2 separate regions of the Mus musculus genome follow, and region 1 is linked to region 2. The links are chromatin contacts, called in public promoter capture Hi-C maps. All regions are on one chromosome and are shown on one strand. The core of a region is the stretch at or near the end of the contact, and the rest is flanking DNA. Distances in the headings are between cores, read along the strand shown.

What was found. Promoter capture Hi-C pulls out the DNA fragments that hold promoters and counts their contacts.
Region 1: a contact with region 2 is called in a promoter capture Hi-C map of hippocampal neurons, with 1.8 times the contacts expected there. The contact joins two enhancer-like sites. A contact is called at or near these places in 4 of 39 promoter capture datasets (hippocampal neurons, liver, pre-B cells and 1 more).

The regions. Positions count from the first base shown.
Region 1 is chr6:145,581,498-145,587,303 of GRCm38.p6, reverse strand. All of the region lies in intron 1 of Gm38475 (a long non-coding RNA gene), which reads left to right. Among named protein-coding and RNA genes, the nearest start is that of Gm38475, 30 kb to the left of the region's middle. Within about 2 kb of position 1,508, at least 40 of the 459 cell types and tissues checked have an H3K27ac peak or open chromatin away from gene starts, as enhancers often do. A contact at or near this core is called in hippocampal neurons, where this site is marked.
Region 2 is chr6:145,184,423-145,189,863 of GRCm38.p6, reverse strand. Casc1 (cancer susceptibility candidate 1) reads left to right here. Exons shown (of 16, transcript NM_177222.4): 10 at 3,972-4,053. Gm15543 (predicted gene 15543) reads right to left here. Exons shown (of 2, transcript NR_157240.1): 2 at 2,234-2,499. Among named protein-coding and RNA genes, the nearest start is that of Gm15543, 4.9 kb to the right of the region's middle. Within about 2 kb of position 2,158, at least 129 of the 459 cell types and tissues checked have an H3K27ac peak or open chromatin away from gene starts, as enhancers often do. A contact at or near this core is called in hippocampal neurons, where this site is marked.

The sequences.
Region 1 (5,806 bases), core at 259-2,758, 400 kb before region 2:
CACTCCACCAGCTAATGACATTCCCAATCTCTGGCTGCATTTTCATGAGCTTTGCAGCTTCCACTACAATGACCCTGGACGATCTGAGGCCAATGCCCTCTGATGTGCCACAAGTCACTCTCTTCTCTCCAAGCACCTGAGACATAGATCCCAGAGGTTTGCTTGCCATCCCTACTAGAAGGCTAGAATGCTGTGCTCAGTGTCAGCCCAGGATGATGGTGTATATGCATCTCCTAGCAGCTTGCTGTAGTTAGATTAAATGAGCTGCTGTATAGAGAGAGTATATTACGGTATATAGGGAGTCTAGAGGGGGCGGAGAAATGGCCTACTGGTTAAGAGCACTTACTGCTTTCACAAAGGATCCAGGTTTAGTTCCCAGTGCCTACATGGTGACTCACAACCACTTGTAGCTCTAGTGCCAGGGACTCTTGACACCCTCTTCTTTCCACAAACGTGCACATGTGCACATACACACGTGCACATGGTGTGTACATACATGCAGGCAAAAAGACTCACACAATGTACATGATGCCTACACTCACATGCAGGCAGAAAGACTTATACAAATAAAATAAAAGTAGCTAAGTCTTAGAAAGAGCATATTGTAAACTCAGTGAACCACAGGCAGTATGTTTCATTACTTAAAAATGTTTCTCAGTTGGATATATAACATGTCCTTCAATAAAAAAACAAATGCAATAAGAACCAGAATTTTCTCACAACATAAGGGTTGGCTAAAAATGTTTTGAATTGTATACATGCGGCAAATCTGTTCAGATATTTAAATAAGTAGAAAATGCAGGTTCTCACTGAGAACAAATTGCCTACTCTTTTTGAGGTCCAAGTTTCTTGTATGAAGATGCTCTGACGTGTGGCCTTCTGACCAGTACACACGTGCTCACAGTATTATTGTCTGTATGGTTCACAGTTCAGCGTGATAGGAGAAAGTGACCATCACATTCCAGTGAGCAAGTTCCACAAGCAGACAGTATGAGTGGAAATGAGTGGCAACCTTTCAGAGGAACTTAGGAAGATACCGTGGCAGACAAGAGAGGAACCTTAGCTACAGCCTACCAATTGTGAGGCCCCAACCCTTAGAAACACCTGTGTGGTGCTCGCACATAAAGTGCATCTCAGACTAGAACCCACTTTTCTGAAAATCCAAAGACCAAATTTTGAAGAATATTCTAAGTAGAAAAATGTAGACATCAAGGCAGTTCTGAAGCACAAAAACTGACGCTAAGCTACATTTCAACGGGTATGAAAATACTTTGTATTTCTAGATCATTTTCAACTGGCCTTAAACACATACTCTCTGTCTCTGTAGTTGAGTGTGAACGGTGCAGTCACACGCACACTGACAAGCACGCACATGTATCTTATGTGCGCGGGAAGCAGCACATTTCTCTCTGCGTAGCTGGCTTTCCTGTAATCTTCCTGGACTGCAGAGCAGGATGGAGCTGAGGATCATGGGAGAACAAATGGGGAAAACGCAGTCTTGTACAGATCTCAGAATTCTTCCTTACATAAGCCTCATTCTGAGAGATGGAAAAGCAATCCCGGTCTGTTTCATCTCCAGAGATGGCCGCTTCTTTCACCGCTTTGAAGCTGTGAGGTGCTTGATTACCAATCAAACTCTGCTGAGAGTAGCTTTTCTTTCTGTCAGAAGAGATGAGATGCCAGGAAAAACGTCCAAAATTAGCATTTTCCTCCAGGTCCTTGATACATAGCTCTCATTTATGAGATGCGTGTTTTGTGGTAACTAAGAGACTGAAGAGCTCAGAGACGGGGAAGAGAACAATGGCAGCCTGCTGGAGAGTGGCAGCCACTTCTCAGCGCCATAGGGCTGCCAGCTCTGCTCACTCTCCTCCACGGGCTTGTCAGGACTGTTAAGTGCCGTTGAATCTGCGGAGATGCCTTGGAAATGAGTGCTGCATGTTTTAAAAATGGTTGCTATTACTGTTAGCTCCAACCAAAGTCTGCGGAAAGTCTGACTCCTCTCTATGACACTGGCATGCCTTTTGCAGCTGTGTGCCTGCATCCCTTACGGTAACATTTTGCTTTTTCAACAACATTGGGCCACCTTGACTGGAGAAGAGAGTGCACAGTTCTACGGAGCCTTTCACATCTCAGATAAGAGGATGTGATTCACAGGACACACACAAATGCAACACAGGCCATCATGACCGTGTCATCTCCCTGTCACTGATGGTTTTATGAGCTGAAGATCATGGAGAAATGCATTTTTTGTTGTGGATGGCTATGCTTAGGGAAAAGTTTATATATACTGGTCTAGAAGGAATATTTGTGTTGTTCCATGAAATACAATGCTACACATGGTACTTAGCAAAACATCAATCTACTCACATCATTCTAGAGACGACACCAGAGACCTGCTGATGTTACAATGGGTCCTTGAACTGAGATGCCTCAGACACACGCTGTGCTTGGAAGACTCTCACTTTGCTGTTGGAAGAGTGTTGACCAAGAGCCCTGACAAGGTGCTGCCACTCGGCGCAGATGATGACGCACGTGCTATTCGTTCCCTAGTACTTGTTCATATCCTACCGAATGAAGTGATGCTGACCATCCCATGTCATTAGGGAACGGCAAATGGAAACATTAAGGAGTAACAGTGCACAGCTATCACTTAAGATAGCACCATGCACAGCTATGGGATAGGAAGAGGAAGGGGAATTCTTGCCCTTTCTAAGGTGGCCCACAGCTCCTTAACAGAGCTAAAGATACGCTGTATGACTTAGCTCCTCAACATCTACTCAATTGACCGAAAAACTCTGCATATAAACATTTATAAAAACCTCATCGCTAATGCCTACACTCAGTGGGCATTGACCTGCTCCTCAATAGATGAGTGGATGGGGTTGACACACAGCACCGTGGAATCTTAAAAAACATAAAACAAACAAACCACAAAGGAACAAAACAAGCAAGGCATGAGCACACATGGAGGAAGACTGAGGACACATTGCTAAATGAAAGAAGCACAAGGTCTGATTCCAACTCTCTCCAGTGTTAAGAGGCAGAGCTACAGAAGTTATCGAGAAAGGGCCAAGAAGCATTGGCAGGGGTGCGGGGGAGGGAGGGGTTTAGATGCGCACATTTATATGGTGGTCATATTATCTACCTATAACTTGTTTTCTGTAGTGCTGTGATTGTTGAATCCTAGGGTCTCTTGGATTCCTGGCCAGCACCCTGCTGCATGGTTCCGGCCCCAATCAATTGCACATTTTAATGGTTCATGAGAAGAGAGTACAAAATGAGGGCTGGTGACATGGCTCAGCCAGAAAGGTGGTTAGGACCAGGCCTAATGCCTTGAGCTCGGCTGCCAGACCACATGGTGCAGGGAAAAGAATGAATGCTCACAAACTGTCCTCTGATCTCCTCATGTGCACTGAGGCAACACCCTCCACGCAGTATGTAAATACAAGCGTCATTTCCAAAGGTTCTTACCATGGTAGTAGTCACTATTAAATCAGTACAATTTCTTGTGATAACTTGCTACAAATTGAATTTTTTTTTTTTTTACAGAATTGTCTTAGAGGAAAGTTATTATCAAGTTAAAGAATGGTGAATAATATTCCCTGACTGGAAATTAATTTACTAAAATTTATCAGAAATTCTTATAAAGAGATTGATCAGATATATTAATAATTAGTATTTCGGTTTTTAAACTATGGAACCCTCTTTGTGAGAACAATTTTTTTGAACTTATAGGACGGTTAATTCCAAGGGACATGGGGTCAAACTCAGATCTTCATGCTCCCCCAGCCAGCGGTTAACTCACTGGGCCATCCACTGCCCCGCCCCCTGATGGGCACTATTTCTAGCAGTTGGTCAGTCTTTCTCTCCCTCTCTCTTTTCTCTTTCTCTCTTTCTCTCCTTCTCTTCTTCTCTTCTCTTTCCCTCTCTCCCTTCCTCCGTCCCTCCCTCCCTCCTGCCCTCCCGCCTTCCCTCCCTTCCTTCTTTTCCTGTTAACTTACTTTATCTGGTTAATTCCGTCCCTTGTGATATGTCTGGGAAAGTGCTCATCACTGTTATTAAGAGATGCTCACCAAGTGACAGCTTTCAGGCTGGGTTTGCTTCAGTGTTTAAAGGCGCCCTTCCACCAGCTTTAGCTTGAGTCATCCCAGTAGGAATCTCCCCTCAGTGCTGGAGTCCCTTCGTCTCTCCATCTTTGTCTCGTATTATGATTGGGAAGACTTCGGATGTGGTTCCCTCCACACCTTAGTTTTCCCCAATCCCACTGAGACTCGACAACTTGAAACTATCACATATGTGGTAATGTTTTCTTTTATTCCTAGTGTTTAATTTTGATGGTTTCTATAGTTTTATCTTGAGCTTCAAAGATCTTTTCTAATGAAACATGTAAGGCATTCTTAATTTCCTCCAGTATTGTATGTCAGTATTATATCTCCTGTCTCTAAATAAGCAATTATTGCCTGCCTTTTAGCATTGGCATCTCTCTGTGATGGGTTCTGACAGTTGATCGGCTTTATGAATGTATGATATAATGATGTTATAGTAATTATAATAGCTGACTTACTCCTGCTATCTACGGTCTCTAACACCTCTACTTCCTGGATTAGTTTGACTGTTTTTCTTCTCTCTGTACATTTGATCCACCTCTTCCAGGGCACACCTTCTGCTGTTCCTCTCCATCCTAGACCTTCTGCAGTTGCCTCCTCAGATGCCCGCTGCTTCAGTGTTTCCGTGACGATTCCTGAGGAATATTCTGGGACTTGTTAACTCTTGGATCTTAACCACACACTAGAGCAACGTTTAATCTGTGGCTAATGGCCTTGCAGGTGGCTGAGGTAAAGCGCTCCTCAGTGTTCTGACCGCCGTTGTAGGACAGTGAAGCGTCCTTTGGGGCCTCACAGCTGAGAACCATGCTTGCCCTTTGTGAGCTATGGACACCGTTCTTGTGCTTTCTACATGGCTCTTACGTGGCTTAGAAGGTTTCCCCAAATCAGTCAAGTGAAGACTCAAAGGGAGTTGTGCCATTTTCCAGAGTTCATCTCCACGCCGTACCCTTCTTTCCTGTGCTCTTAAAGCCCCGGCTACCTTGACTCTCCCAGTGCCCCAGGTCTGTCTCTCTCTGAAGCTGATTGCCATGCTGGACACAAGGAAGTGTTAGGGTGTGAGTCTGAAAGGTCTTGTGAGTTCATACTTTAAAGGCTGACTCTTCCCCCACCCCCACTGCCAGCTTCTGGTGCTATTTTAAGAGGTGCATCTGCTAGGGGAGGTAGACCACAAGGACAACAGACCTTTGTCCCTGTCCTAGCTCTGTGCCTTCTGGTCCACTGCTCTGTGACGTGCCATGCTCACACTCTCCCCACTGAAGGAGCAGCCACCATGTGTTCCCTGCCACGGTGGGCTGAGATCTGTGTCACCAGGAGCCAGAATAACTCCTATCCTTCTGCAGGACAACACAGGGCTGGACTAGGTGGCCGTCACCATCAGAGGTCTTTCTGCTTCATCTCAGTCTCTCGGCAGCACCCTTTCCTCCCCAGAAATGGATTGTCCCCTGCTCTCACGCTGCGAGTCACTGCCTGCAACTTCTCGGCCGGTGCGGCTTCCCACACATGAGGCAAACCCTGGAAATCACTTCCTCTTGCTCTTCACTGGAATAAGAAAGTTGGCTGCAAACACTGTGGCTATCCTATGGTGAGAAACACAAGCCTGGCTGTTCTTCCTGTGTGAGCAAGGTCTGTCTGGAATATTTGAATAAAGGACAAAGCATCTTCTGATGTTTCCCTTATGCACCAATGCTCACAGTGACTGT
Region 2 (5,441 bases), core at 909-3,408:
AGAGCCAGAAATGACCGATCAGTTTTCTTCTTCAAAAACCTGCCAGTTCTCAGGAGGCAGAGGCAGGCAGGTCTTTGCGAGATCAAGGCCAACCTGGTCTACATAGTGAGACTCTGTCTGAGAAACAAACATAAAAATTCCCTTCAGGAAATAGGATTCTTTTGTTCAGTTTCACTTCAGCTCTGGGAATGGTAGCTTTCTCAGAGATCAGCACCTCCTGGCCATTGCTTGATTCCCAGGGAGAGGAAAGATCGCTTTAACAGTCAGACAGGAGGCAATATGTGGGTGAGTGGGAGGCCATGGGAAGTGGTCCCTGAACCAGCATCATCTCAATGTAAATAAGAATTTAAAATACAATAAAAGGAAATGGGGGTTCACGTCAAGCACCACAGGAGTCGCAGTCAGAACAGAGCAAGTGAACCGTCATCACGGACGTGACTGACAAGAGACTCCGCAGCGTTCCTGGCCTGTCGGGGTGTTGGACGATTCTCCACTCTGCATCAAGTGGCTTGATCATAGTTAATATTTGATGTAAATCTACCAGTGTCTTACATAAGAATTGCATTAACTTAAAAACTGCAAAATGACAGAACTTAGAAACTGTAATTTGAACCATGGGTTGAATTTGCAAACTAAAGCATTCCATCTTGTATCTAGGGATCCGTCAGGGTGGCCTCATGGAGTTGCAGTTTGCCATTCTGTTAATGTAGGTCACTTAGGAAACAGTTTTCATAAAACAGTGTTGGTTTTAGTTGGTGGGGTTGTGCCCATGAGTGCAGTGTCAGGGGCGGCCAGGGAGGGCATAGCAGCCCCTGGGGCTGAAGGCGCAGGTGAGTTTGAGCTGCTTCATTCAGGTTCTGAGAAACAACTCAGGCCCTCTGGAAGGACAGCACGTGCTCTTGCCTGCTCTGAGCAATCCCCGGATCCTGGAAATACTTTACATTAAAAGCGTAAGCCTGTGAATTCATAACAACAGCGGCAGGACCTGTGTGTGTTAGGGTCTCACACCTGTCCCAGCAGGTGTTTGACTTACTCTCTGAACTTGGAAGGACCACGCTTAATCCTGACTTAGTCTTAATGGCCTTAGAGAATGTGGCTAACCACGCCTGTCTGCTTTCTATTACCATTGAATGCTGCCCTGGGTAGATTCCAGTTGGTGTGATGATTGGCGGAGCATCCTGTGGCATACCCAGATAGATCTCAGAACCCCGAAGCAGGCAGTTGCCAGGAGCCTCATACGCTTTCCCAGAGCTTGTGAAGGCAGGCTGGGAGTTGGGATAGGAAACACTTTACACTGAGAATGTGGGGAGATGAGAGAGGGGCCATTTCCAGGAGGCCCCCTCTCAACATATTAGGCATGTGTGCTGTTGCTGTCATACCTCCAGCCTGACAGCACTTGACATGGTAAGGAGGACATGTGCAGGATGTCCACAGAGGCAAAAGTGCCCAGGCAGGATCTGAGTTAGAGCCTTTGATGGGTGGGGTCTTGCTCTCTGTTGCACCCTACCCCCACCCCCACTTGTCCCAATTTTCCGTTAATGGCTCTGAGAGTTTTAGCATAGAGGGGCTGCCACCCTCCTCACCTGTACCTTTAGACTCACCCCTTTCCTCGCCAAACTGGACATTACTTAAAGCCCTCTACCCCCTCACTATGAATCTAAGCACTGTGAGCAGTGACCACAACCAGCCTGGCTGTTTCTGTCTTAAAATGTCAATGTAGTTCAGTACTTTTGGATCCAGCCTCATTCAAACTTTTAGGAAATCCTATGCCAGGATATGACATCATCAGCTTCTAGCCTAGTTCCCAGGACAACGGCTCCTCCTCCTCCTCCTCCTCCTCCTCCTCCTCCTCCTCCTCCTCCTCCTCCTCCTCCTCCTCCTCCTCCTCCTCTTCCTCTCTGAAGCCTCATGCTGTACCCTGTCTGAAAAGCCATACACTCTACTGATTTCTCATTATTGTCTTCTACCAAACTTCCACCCGGACAGCCACTGAGCTCTTGCTTACAGAATTCTAGGGCTCTTGTGGCTTATGGCTCTAGGCTGTTTCCGTATTCGCCCCAAATCAGTTCTAAAACTATGGTCGCGCGACCAGGATGCTCATGGTGACAAAGCTGTGATCACGTGGCTAGGATGCTCGGTGACAGCTATGATCATGCGGCCAGGTTGCTCGCGGTGACAAAGCTATGATCACGTGGCCAGGTTGCTCGCAGTGACATCGCTGCGCCTCAATACTGCGTTTTCTATGTACTTTCATTTTTCACTGATGTGGCAAATAGCAGGCAGAGACAACTTAGGGAAAGAAGGGATTGTATAGGTTCATGGCATGACGGGATGCAGTGTATCACGGGAGCAGCGGGAGCGCGAGGTAGCGATACACGGGGTTTCTGCAGCCAGACAGCAGAGACTGTGAACGTCCATGTTCAGCTCTCTCTCTCTTCTCTTTCTGTTTAGGTTGTGACATCATCTCACAGAATCGCAAGTCCATGTTCAGGGTGGGATCTAGTCAAGTTGAGAGTGAAGAGTAATGTAAATTGAAAATTCTCTGACATTAAATGACAGTGTAGGTTTCTTTTTTCATGAGCTTATTAAGAAGTTGGCCACTAGAGGGCTCTTAATACCGACTCTTAATTGATTTGAATGGCTTTTAAAAATATTGTAAATATTTAAAAAAATATTTAACAATAAAAATATTTAAATGTTTAATATATTTTAAAATACCATAAACATTCTAAGTTGTTTATAGCACAACATGTTTAGAAAGGGCTAATTTGAGTAGGGCATAATTAATGAGAAATTATTCAAAGTAGAACATTTAAAATAGTAGTTTCAAAAATATTTTACTACCCTGAGGAACAAGCAGATAGATGGACATGGGTCTTTGAATTGAAAGTTAAGTTTCGAAGTGTCTCTCTCATTAAGGGACTGAACTGGCCTGGAAATGTAACTCAGCGACAGATGCTTGGCCGGTGTGGATGAGGCCCTGGCTTAAATCCCCAGTCCTTCCAAAAGAAAAACTGAACAAGCATGCATAAGAAAATTCCACATGTACACTCAAGAGCATGCATGCACACATGTGCATGCCTGAATGTGTATACACACATTACATTCACACAGAGGCATACATGCCCAAACATGCTCATACTACACACGCATACACACACACACACACACACACACACACACACACACACACACACACACACACACACACACACACACAGTCTAACTCTCAGGTGAAATCTGCTATAAGAAACTCAGCCTGATGTTGCCTTTCTTTGGTTGTGTCTGTTTGGTCCTAGAGAGTGAACCTAAGACTCCATGTGGCCTCAGGGTTCTACCATTGAATGATCTTGGGGGCTTTGTTTGTTTGCTTTGTTGTTGTTTCTCTGGATTTAGGGGGTTTGACACAGCATCTTATGTAACCCAGCTGGCCTCAAATGGCTGTGTACCTGAGAATGGCCTTGGACTTTTGATCCTCCTGCCTCCACCAGAGTGCTGGGATCACAGACAAAAACCATCACCCTGTTTTATGCAGGGCTGGGGGCTTGAACCCCATCCTCCTGCATGCTAGGCAGGCACTTTGCCAGCTGGGCCACCTCCCAGTCTACTGACTTGTCTCTAATGAGCAGCCTTGTAGAGGGGTGACAGCCTACTATATTCTGGATATACACCAGCATGTGTACTGAAAAGATTGCATAGGGTGATCAAGAGACAAAATACGCACAAATCAAATCAACAGGCCAGAGACTGTCCCTGAAGTGACAGCATTTAGGCTAAGTGCTAAAAAAGCCATTCCTGCTGCTGCTGCCGCTGTTCCTGCTGCTGGTTTTGTTGTCCTTTTGGTTTGGCTTTTTGAGACAGAGCCTCACCCTGGTCTCTAGGCTATTTTACGGACCAATACCCTCCTGTTGCATTTAGAGAATAATTTCTGAGGATGTTGATGCTCACTGCCAGCCATTCTTCTATTGCAGACTTCCGACTCTGAAGGGGAGGATTCCCAAACCACCCAACTTGAACTGGAGATGAAGCTGCTGAGTGAAGCAGTCTTAGCAGGTATTCTGTCCCCACCCTCGGTGTGTAATGGAGGCTTCCTTCACAGAAAAGTAAGGCAAGGCCATTGTAGAGTGAAATATGTTTGAAGCACAAATCCTCCACAGTCCCTCTCAGACAAAAAAAAAAACTGTCAATAATCAATAATCATACTTTTCTACTCAATATTAAGTTATGTACTTAGGGAAAAAATATGTTCCAGACAAATGACGTTCAGCACTGATCCCAGAATGCATTGGTAACCTGCCTCATCAATTAAAGTAGCTTCATAATTCAACCCAAACAAGGGAATATTTATTTATGTCATGTATATGGGCACACTGTCATTGTCTTCAGACACACCAGAAAAGGGCATTGGATGCCCATAACAGATGGTTGTGAGCCACCATGTGGGTGTTGGGATTTGAACTCAGGATCTCTGGAAGAGCAGTCAGTGCTCTTAACTGCTGAACCATCTCTCCAGCCCAGGGAACAATATTTAAATTTCTGTTGCTAGTGAGATCATAACTGATTTCTTCTCTGTACTCACTGTTGCAATGAACACTCACGAGAGCACACACCTGGATGAACACATGCCTGAACCCTTTACTGTCTTGTCCTGGCAGGTGTCACTGGATGCAGCCTGACAAGGTGGACATGATCTCACAAGTCTGGTGTCTGTCTGATGATGTCTGTCCTCTCAACTATCACTGCTCTTCCTTCTCAGTGACCTGTTCTGTGTATTCTAAGCATATTTGCCATGCTTAAATCTTTGTACCCTCTTATTTGGTTGTTTGTATATTCTGAGGCACTGTCTCAAGTAGCCCAGGCTAGACTCAAACTCTATGTAGCTGAAGATGACCTTGAACTTCTGATCTGCCCAGCTCCACCTCCCCAAGTGCAGGTCACAAGCATGTGCCAGGCTTTATGTGGTGCAAGGATCAAACTCAAGGACCTTTGCATTCTAGGCAAGCGCACCACCCTTCCGGCTACATCCCTTCTCCCATCCTTGGAGCATTCCTATAGCTGATACCAGGCAAGAGTTTCTGTTTCTAGATCTAGGATGATAAAGTAGGTTATGGAACTTCTGTCATGAACACCCCAATTCCCTACATGATGAGCCCCAAGTCAGAGATGTCTTCACCCTCTAAATTTAGACACAGTAGTATTTCTGGCTTCTTTTTAGGCCAATAAATTATAAATTAAATACATTTAAAATTAAAGAGTTTAGTTTATTAAACATGCACCAACAAGAGACCAGTAGTTGCCTAACTTGATTTAATTTTTATCTGTCTATCTATCTATCTATCTATCTATCTATCTATCTATCTATCTATCTATCTATCTATCTATCTATTGCTTGTTTCTGTTAACTTTCAGTATCCTATCTCCAGAGGTTGCATTCAGAGAGC